2 separate regions of the Mus musculus genome follow, and region 1 is linked to region 2. Evidence: chromatin contacts called from public HiChIP or PLAC-seq data. All regions are on one chromosome and are shown on one strand. The core of a region is the stretch at or near the end of the contact, and the rest is flanking DNA. Distances in the headings are between cores, read along the strand shown.

Region 1 (4,646 bases), core at 652-3,151, 200 kb before region 2:
GGCTAGATTTGAAAATTTATATAGAGAACCTAAGAATATTTAGGCTGTTTTTCATATTACATATTGTAAAATAATTTTCCTAATATTTTTATGGATTGCTCTCTGACCTTTAACAGAGGCTCTGTACTTTGAAATCAGATTGTTGTCAGCATCTACAGTCTTGATCCTAGAGTGGTGCTGGCTGTTCTAAAGATCACGAAAATAGTATTTTCTTTTAAAAAAAATCTACATAGACACACACACAAGACATAAAACCATTCATAGTCTGGCTGCCCTGTGATCCTCTCTGTGTGAATGTATGGGTTGCTGGGAACTGAAGTTAGGGCTTCACACATGCTAAGCATACCGCACCACCAAGCCATAGTCCAACCCAAGTCACTTTAGTATGTTACCATGTCTTATCTTTCTACTGTGCATCCTTTCCTTCAAATAGTTCTCTACACCTGGTTTGTTTGTTTGTTTGTTTTTAATTTAAGTAATTGTCTCTCAAGTATCTACCTATGTCATAAACATTTCTGAGCAACAGATAACCCATAAAGGCAGACTTGCAGAGGGAGAGAAGAATTGCTATCAGGTGAGGGAAAGGACATTGCTGGCACTGTAAGGATTGGATCTGGTCCACCCTGCCATAGCTGTTTGGACACCTGAGAAATAAGGTGATATTGACATTCCACAAGGGCTGGGCAGGTACAGAAAATACCCCAGCTTTTCTAATACTAATGCTTTTCACTATCTTTCTCAGATGATCAATTGCAAAAAGGGAGAAAGAAAACTTTTTTTTTTTTTTAATTTGTCTATGTAAGGACCAAACCTAGGCTCTTCCATGTACTGGTCAGGAGCTCTGCCTCTGTGCTAGAGCTAGAGTCCAAGAAAGCGTGTCTGTCTGGTTTTGATTTAAGACAAGAGTTCCTTTTGTAGTACAGGCTAGCCGTGAACTCACAAGAATCTGCCAGTGCTAGGATTCAGGTCTAGTCCTGCATCACAATGCCTGACTCCTGGAATAATCCTGCTGGTTGTTGCTGTTGTTGTTGTTGCTGCTGCTGCTGCTGTTGTTGTTCAGACAGGGTCAGACTAGTCAAAGCTAGTCTGGGACTCAACTGCTTAAGTAGTCCAGATTCGCCTTAAATTCAAGGCTCTCCTTCCTTCTGCCTCAGTCTCTCCAGTGCTGGACCACAGAAGTGGGAGCAGCAGCAGCAGCAGACAGCACGGTGAGGTGGGCGGGTTCTGAGCAGGACCATTTTGTCTTGAAGTTGATACACAGGAGTAATTATGGCCTGTTCAAGGTGGTCCCCTGGCCTGATTATTAGTACCTTAACCACGATGTTCCTGACAGACTAGCCAGGAGGCCGGGAGGCAGAGCTGCCTGATAGTGTGCTTGGGTAGCGTTCGTAGACTGAGTGTGATCTCCGTCACAGCAGGAAGTGAATGAGCAGAGAGATTCCTGGGCCAAGGGAAGAGATTATAAAGCTGTAGGGTGTGACCTTTGGCAGAGCTCAGGCAAAGTGAGCGAAGGGGCGGTGGGAAGAGCACCTGGCTGGCCTGGTGAAAAAACGGATACCGGGTTTCATGTATGAAAAATGAGGGCACCATGCAGTGCCTCCCTTGTTTGATTTCCACAGTCACCTGGTAACCTGCTAAAAGCTGGCTGGCTATGCCAGCTCCTTGAGGATGGCTGCATGGTCAAAGTTCTGTGTCTTACTACAAAACAATAAAATGAATGGTTCGTGAAAAAAAAAAAAAGAAGAAGAAGAAGATGTGTAAATCACACATTCAGACACATCCAGCAAGAATGATCTTTTAGTAGAGCCAGCAAGATGGCTCAGCAGGTAATGGCACTTGCCACCAAAGGCTGGCAGCATGAGTTCAATACTTAGGACCTACATAAAAGAGTAGATGGAGAAACCTGTCTCTATTGAGATTGTCCTCTGACTCACACATGTGTACTGTGATATGTGTGCTCCCTCACACTAAGTTTCTTAAACAAACAAAAAAAATCACTTTTAAAATATAAATCATAACAGGAAAATTAATTTTTTTACCTGCTAGGAGTCAGGTGAGCATAGCTGTTTTTCCTCCCATATTTTTGACCTCTTTGAGACCGCCATAGGACTTTGCTCCCCTTAAAATCCATTTTATGATTCCAATTAAGCTGTTATCTCAGAATAGCCCAGCCCATACTGATAACAGGCTTTCTTCGTAGTTCCCGAGACTTCCTCTGCTTAGTCCCTCCCACCTCTTCATCACTATGTAAGCTGCATCCTCCTCCTCTCTCTGACGTCTGCTTCTACTGCTTCTGTGTCGTTTGCCTGGTTTTTCTATGTATCCCATCCCCCAGCTAATCCTGTGGTTCAGTCAGCTCACCACCCCCAATGCCCTGCCAATAGACTCCAGGCCTTTCGGCTCCAGCACAGCACACCTGGCCTCAAATGTTGCCTCTCCAGCCTCTTTTCTGCTTTCTGCTTTCTAGCTTTCTGCTGTACACTCCCTCCACTCCATGTCCCCAAATAAGTCTTGCAGTTCTCTGACCACCAGTGCTCCCAGCAGAGGCTAAAGGCCAGCTCTGAGCAAGCATGGAACTAAGCACTCTGAGGAATCCAGATCCACACAGCCTGGAAGGTAGTGGGGGAGGGGGAGAGGACGGTTCAAAAACAGAGTGCAGCCTGTCACCAAATGCGGCTTGGTTCTTCCGTTTTCCTGCCTATAAAGTGGTCACTTACTTCTTGGTGAGGTTATAACAGGTTATCACACCCCAAAGGTGCGAGGAGCCAAGCTGACCGCTGTGGTACGTATTAACCACTCACAGTTTGGAAATTCCTTTTTCAACCTTCCCTTAATTCTCGGGGGACTGATAATTTTTCAGCAGAAAACTGACAGGTGACATGCATGGTGTAAACAAGGAGTCCTCAGAATCCAGAGAAGACAGAGACAAAGGATGGCATGTACAGGCAGAATAGCTAGAGTGTCCTAGGAAAGTGAGTCACAGAACTGCAAGTACAAAGGAGGCAGCTGAGACAATGACAAGGAGACCACCCGCTCCCTCCACTTGATCCTTTGTGAACCTTCCTCGCTCCCTACTTACAAAGGCAAGCTCACTCCATTCCTCTCTGCCCACACTCCTCTACCAGTTTGATTTTTCCCTGTTTTGCCATATAAGGTATTAAATTCTGACTCCTCTATCTGTGTTCTCCCAAGAACGGGACTCTACAAGGGTTTGTGTATCTGTTGAATGTCTTTGGGACCACATCCCAGCTTCCTAAGCTGTGTCCGCCAGTGAGTACATTCAAGTTCGTGGATCGCGATCATGTGACTTGCAAATGCTGGAAGTCTGGCGAAGAAATCCGTGAAGTCTGTAAGATGTCAGATTTGAGGAGTTCTCTTTTAAACTAAGACATCTTCTTGTGCCTTTATAGGAAAGGTGTGTGCTAGGAAAAAATTAACCTGACATAAGAGGAGGACAGCTCTGGGAGGGAAAGAAATGGAAAGACAGGAGCCTTCTGGGTAATACAGGAGCCAGGTGAAGAACGCCCACGCCCACACCGGAAGAAGTGGGAAGGGACAGAGCAAACATTCCAACTGAGTTACTTCAGCATGACTGTTTTCAAGGTCAACAGAAGACCTGAGAGACTGTACTGCAGCGCGGGCACTATAACATTCAGATGAAGAGTTGGGAAGCTGCTTCCGATGAACAGTAGTGAAGACAGCCCACCCCATGTGATCTCCCAGGGTTAAAGTTTAAAACCACGGCATTTGTCCACAAAGACACTCACATTTGTCTCATAGTTGTCTAGCCATGTAAAAGGATGGCTGAGATGGCCAAAGATATTAAAAAGGAAGCTAATAATAAATTGTAAGCACAGTGGCCTAAAGGAAGCTATTAATAGTACCTTTAAAAGGCTATTTTCTGGAGAAACAGCAATAAAAAGTGATGCGACACTGATCATCCTCAATTTTGATGTGTATTTATAGCACAAATAAGACTTTTCAGGTTGTTGCTGTTTATAAACGAAGACCATTATACTCTTTGGAACTCTTGGAGATGCTGGCACCGCTCATGGCCTAACTGTCTCATGATCTTTAATGTCTTCCAGGAGCCAGTTCAACGGACTCTGACAGCGAAAGCTTATCTTTCATATCAAAAGCTGGAGCCATGCCACAGTGAGTTGCCTTTGGGTCCCCTGGTGGCCCTTGTGACAAAGAGGGGTGACAGAGCTGCTGGGTTTTGATGCCAGGAGTGCTGGGATGGGAATAGTCAAGCCATGTCCATCGGAGAGAGAGAGTGCTTAGAGTTGGGACACAATTTTTTACTTTGTATGACTTTAAACTGTGGGGATCTATTTCAACATCAGCATGCCAAAACCCAGCCAAGAGCTTTGTTAGCTGCAAAGACAGCCTTGGAGCTGATTAAGTAAATGGCAAGACCAGTCACACTGAGAGAAAAATCAGTTAGGTCCGAAGGAGAATCAAAATGTCTAATTGAGCCAGAAATGGATTTTCTTTTTATTGGATAAAGGTTTTGTTGTTGTTGGTTTTTGCTAGTAAAACCTTATATCTGAAAAGGCCAAAATTTGCTTATCCCTAGAGAGACATGCATTATTTAAAAAAGTGTTACTGTCTCCTCTATTTTACAAAAGTACAGCCAAGTCTAC
Region 2 (5,081 bases), core at 328-2,827:
AGGGCCACAAATCCTGCTTGTCCATTATCAAACCCAGAAAAATGGGAACAAACTATAAGCTCCCCAGGACCTGGAGCCCAGTCATAACTATCTATCTACTCTGATATTTCTGTACCACTTCTAGTGTCTTCCCACGGGGAGAGGGTACATGAGGAGAAACCACTTCCTAACTACTGCTCTTTCGAAACCCCACCCCTTTAACCCATGACGTAATTGCGCTTTTTCCCCTTACATTCTCCAGATGTGACTACATGTGTCCGAGACACCTTGTTGGTAGCAGGAATGAGTACTTACCATGGGGCAGGAGGAACTGTACGGGTTCTCTGGCTGATTTAGACAAGGCTAGTGTTTCAAAGGAACCGTTTCATAATCCAATAGTTTTATGATTGTTTTATGATCCAATAGTCTTTGGGTAGCAGAATACATCATTTCCCACTAGTAGAGTAGGAGGAAGGAGGAATATCAACTCTTCCTCACTTCTCTTCTATCCTAAAGTCAAGGGCAGCCCTATACAAAGCCAGCAGATGGCCACTGCCCCTCCCTTTAACAATGCAAGGGGGACTAGCCATTGAATGCTTTGGCCTGCTCTCTGTTCAACACAACTGCCAAGCTCTTAAGGTTTTCAGGATGTCTCCATTGTGATGCTAATTTGTCTGACTTTCTGGGCAATTTCAAATTGCTCTGGTTATTCACTTTCAAAGATTATAAAATAATAATAGGTCTGTGTCACATGCATCTCCATGGTGATGGCCAGTCCTTGGTGGGAAGCTTTCCAGCTGAGTGTTACTGTTATAAAGGCTGCACCTCCCGTGTTTCCAAAGAGCTCAGAGCTCGGTGCCATCATCACCTGGGAATGTTTATAGTCTTAGGTGAGGTAAGAAGATGACAGAAATATGTTTTAATCCCCGTTTTACTTACCTCCGAATTGTTCTAGAAAAGATGTTTAGAAGTGTATCTCTCAGTGCTCATGGGAACCACGGGAAGGTTTTAAACAAGAGAGTAACATGGAAAAGCCATTGTTTGTGCTACCGGAGGACGAACTGACTCTGGATCCGTAACTCTTGGTGATTTGATGGTTTTACTACTGGAGAAGTTCATGTGTGTCTCCTTTCTGGTGTAGGTCAGTGGGTTACCAACCCCAGATCTCAGCTGGCAACTAGATGGAAAGCCCATACGCCCCGACAGTGCTCACAAGATGCTGGTCCGTGAGAATGGGGTCCACTCCCTCATTATAGAGCCAGTCACGTCCCGGGACGCCGGCATCTACACATGTATTGCCACCAACAGAGCAGGACAGAACTCGTTTAACCTGGAGCTTGTGGTTGCTGGTAGGTGGCCTGTGATTTCTTTCTCACTGCTGAAACAAGTTAGTGGGCAAAGAAATGAATTCTGTGGTCAAGTAATGACTTTATGAGTTCCAAATTTTAAATCTTCAAAAAAAAAAAGGCATTTCAGGTGGCAGCCAGGGAATCCTGGTGCTGAAATACTCGGCACCACTAGGTGGCAGCAGTAGGTAAGGCCTGTGCGAGCCTGTTGACTTAATTAGAGCAATGCTCTCGCAGCTGCTAGCAATGACTCCGAATCTCTGAGGCCTGTCAGGCAGGCATTCTGAGGAGCAGATGGCCGGGCACTATGTGGGCCTATCAGTCTTGAATTAATTGAGGAAATAACGTGAGTGGAATGAAGCGTACAGACCTTTGCTTGAGGGGAGGGCTAACCTCTTACCACCCGACGTGAAAACAGTACTTCATCTTTCTAAAGCTCCCGAGTTCCTCGCAGTGACCCTTTGGCATGCCACTAACAGATCATTCCTCTCGTGTTCCCTTAGCTAAGGAAGCACACAAGGCCCCTGTGTTTATGGAGAAGCTACAGAACACGGGGGTTGCTGATGGATACCCAGTGCGGCTGGAATGCCGTGTCTCGGGAGTGCCGCCACCTCAGATATTTTGGAAGAAAGAAAATGAATCGCTCACTCACAGCACTGAGCGAGTAAGGTAAGACTGCACGGTGGCTTCGTCTACCTCAGAACTTGCACAGTCCCGGTGCTAGCTGAAACGACGCATCAGATACTGCATGCAAATCGGTGAGCGTAAAAGCCATGTACGTTATCATCAGTGATGTGCAAGACGAGAGCCACACTTCGTCCAAATGTAGGCTTAAGCTTTGGAAGAGAGCAATTTTGGGATGTGACAAAGCAGATTCTGACTTAACCTGGCTGCATTTTTGAAATGTGTATATCAGAAAGAAAAGATAGATTCGTTTGCTCCCATGGTGGTGGCCCAGCCTGTGGTTTTGTAAAGGCGGGTCTTCCCTTAAGAATTAGTGCATGGATTTACTCGCCCTCTTGAGGTCTGCTCTGCTCTCCCATTAACTTAATGGGGCTAGCTGCCTCTCTAGAATAAGTATGATCCTATTATCTGCTGCTCGCACAATTCCGTTTCTAATGACCTAATTAAAAATGATGCTTCATGTCCAAAGCCACTTTTTAAAAATGTAGAGCCCTAATGACTTTATCTTTTTCCGCAGCATGCACCAGGATAATCATGGCTACATCTGCCTGCTCATCCAGGGAGCCACAAAGGAAGACGCTGGGTGGTACACTGTGTCCGCCAAGAACGAAGCAGGCATTGTGTCCTGCACTGCCCGGCTGGATGTCTACAGTGAGTGCGCCTCATTTCATCTCGGTGCATTTCACACACTGAATGGTTAAGAATGAGATGGCAGAGTGATATATCTCATTACTCTAAGCTTTACATTTCTAAGTTAATATGCCAGGATTTTATTTGCCAAAAAAAAATTCATATTACTCTTTCTCTTTCTGTTTGTAGTTTCCCGACATTAATAGTGAAACCCTTCCAGGAGAACAAACACCCAAGTATCTCCAGGGTCTTTGATTGATTAGCGAGATGTGCATGTTGGTTTCTTAGGCTGGCTGGTCAGCTGCGCCTTTCTCACTTCAGCATCGTAGGGGTTAACATAAAGGCATCCGCATCTTTCACATTTTCTTATTTGTGTATTCTGCAAGTGACTGTCTCTAACCATTTCCTCCCAAATCATATTTTTTTCCGTGTCTTGGGGTAGTTTTAACATGGCTATACCTTGATTCTGGAATGTGGACTTACATAGCTAAGCGCTTTCCTCATTAAAATATCTTCAGCAGCTCTTGGCAGTAGACTCTTGAATGTGTGTATGTGTGTTTGTATACATGCATCCTAAATTAAAAAAAAAAAAACCCTACCAACTCAATTTCAGGACTACAACAGAATTATATGACCCATTGATATAAAGATAAATAAATAAAAACACTAGAAAATATTTCTTTTAATTCCAAGAAAATTACCTCTGCTTGAGAAAGTAATAGTCTTTTGAAACTTTCTCAGATGTCTGGTTCTCTTCAGTTTATTAATGTTGAGATCTATCTAGACTTCCTAACTATGATTATTATTTTTAAAAAAAAAGGGAAGGAATCTAGGTCAGATATAGGAAACTTATCAATTGCTCTGAGACTTTCCACTCTGCAGATACTAGAAGAACAAAACTTTCTGTGTTGCCTGGCTTCCCAGTCCCACAGGCACAGACAGACAGTGACTTGGGACACCTGGAAGCAAAATGCACAAGTGCCTCCGCATTGTCCACATCTCTACCATGGTTGTTCATTCTTAAACCCAGAGTCCATCTGTGGGGCACTGTAGAGGTAGCCAGCAGTTAAGAGCACTTCCTGGTCTAGCAGAAGACTCAGGCTCAGTTCCCAGCTCCCACATGGCAGCTCTTAGCTGTCTAATACCAGGGTAATCTGGTACCTTCTCCTGGCTTCCCAGGCACCAAGAACATACTCAGTGTACATACATATAGGCAAAACACACATACACACACATAGAGGCAATAGGAATATACTCAGTGTGCATATATATATATATATATATATATATACATACATACATACACACACACACATACACACACACACATACACAACCAAAACATTCACACACATAGTCATCAGAAACATTCTCAGTGCACATACCTACATGCAGGCAAAATACTCACATATATAAAAAATAAAGTTTTTAAGCAATTGTATGTCCCTGTTATATATCAAAAGACAGTTTTGTGTGTGTGCTTCTTTGGTTTTAGAGGCAGGTTATGGCTCTGCATTGCAGGCTGGCCTATAACTCACCATGCAACCCGAGCTGCCCTCAAACTTGCAGTAATCTCCTGCCTCAGCCTCCCAAGTGCTGAGATTAGGGCCACAAGACAGTCTGCATTTACTTAAGCCTCTAAGGGATTTCCAAGTATATCTTTGTTAAAAAAATCTTCATTTGCTCTCTTTCTTTGTAGCCCAGTGGCACCAGCAGCCACAGACCACCAAGCCAAAAAAAGTACGGCCCTCGGCCAGTCGCTACGCAGCACTTTCGGACCAGGGACTAGACATCAAAGCCGCTTTCCAACCTGAAGCCAGCCCATCTCACCTGACTCTGAACAGCGGCTTGGTAGAAAGTGAAGACCTGTGATGGGCGCCCTTGTTGAAGCTGAAAACTGAACGCCAGCGCTTCCACCAGCCTACTCCTCTGTCGCATTATGGGAAAGGCAGAAGTATACTTTTGACTTAGGAAATTGAAAAAAAAAAAAAACAAAACACCAAAATCATATTTTTCTTACTTAATAGAGAGTCTAAGTAGGTGATGCTTATAGAAATGTACACATTGCACAGAAAATTCACATTTATTGTCCAAGTTAAGACTTTTGGAACTGCTGTGATTAAAATGGTCTGAAATGCCAAAATGCCAAAAGAAACCAACCGTTCAAAGGTAACCACAATTGATGTTATTTAAGTGCCTTTAAATACAAGCTATAGGTGCTATAGCATGGCAGTGTGAATGTTGGAAAGATACGATGACTTTGAAGCACAGCGTCTACAGATGGCCCAGTGAACCTCATGCGCTATGGGGGGGATGAGAAAGAGAAGGGTGGAGACAGCCGAGGGAATGCCTTGTCTTTGCAAACTGCTTATGTTACATCAGAAAGAGGGAAGTCCTTGCCTTAAATTCTGTTCATATCAGGAGTTTTCCTTGTCTGTTATC

The links. HiChIP or PLAC-seq counts read pairs in DNA pulled down with a chosen protein or histone mark.
Region 1: an H3K27ac HiChIP or PLAC-seq map of embryonic stem cells shows a contact between it and region 2, with 5 read pairs. The contact joins two enhancer-like sites. A contact is called at or near these places in 3 of 115 datasets of contacts at active chromatin or transcription factors (embryonic stem cells, extraembryonic endoderm stem cells and trophoblast stem cells).

Annotation. Positions count from the first base shown.
Region 1 is chr8:61,712,321-61,716,966 of GRCm38.p6, reverse strand. It overlaps Palld (palladin, cytoskeletal associated protein), which reads left to right. Exons shown (of 22, transcript NM_001293772.2): 4 at 4,089-4,155. Among named protein-coding and RNA genes, the nearest start is that of Gm51576, 29 kb to the right of the region's middle. Within about 2 kb of position 1,901, at least 44 of the 459 cell types and tissues checked have an H3K27ac peak or open chromatin away from gene starts, as enhancers often do. A contact at or near this core is called in embryonic stem cells and trophoblast stem cells, where this site is marked.
Region 2 is chr8:61,512,782-61,517,862 of GRCm38.p6, reverse strand. It overlaps Palld (palladin, cytoskeletal associated protein), which reads left to right. Exons shown (of 22, transcript NM_001293772.2): 19 at 1,121-1,328; 20 at 1,829-1,994; 21 at 2,527-2,660; 22 at 4,339-5,081. The coding sequence ends at 4,511. Among named protein-coding and RNA genes, the nearest start is that of Cbr4, 28 kb to the right of the region's middle. Within about 2 kb of position 1,577, at least 127 of the 459 cell types and tissues checked have an H3K27ac peak or open chromatin away from gene starts, as enhancers often do. A contact at or near this core is called in embryonic stem cells and trophoblast stem cells, where this site is marked.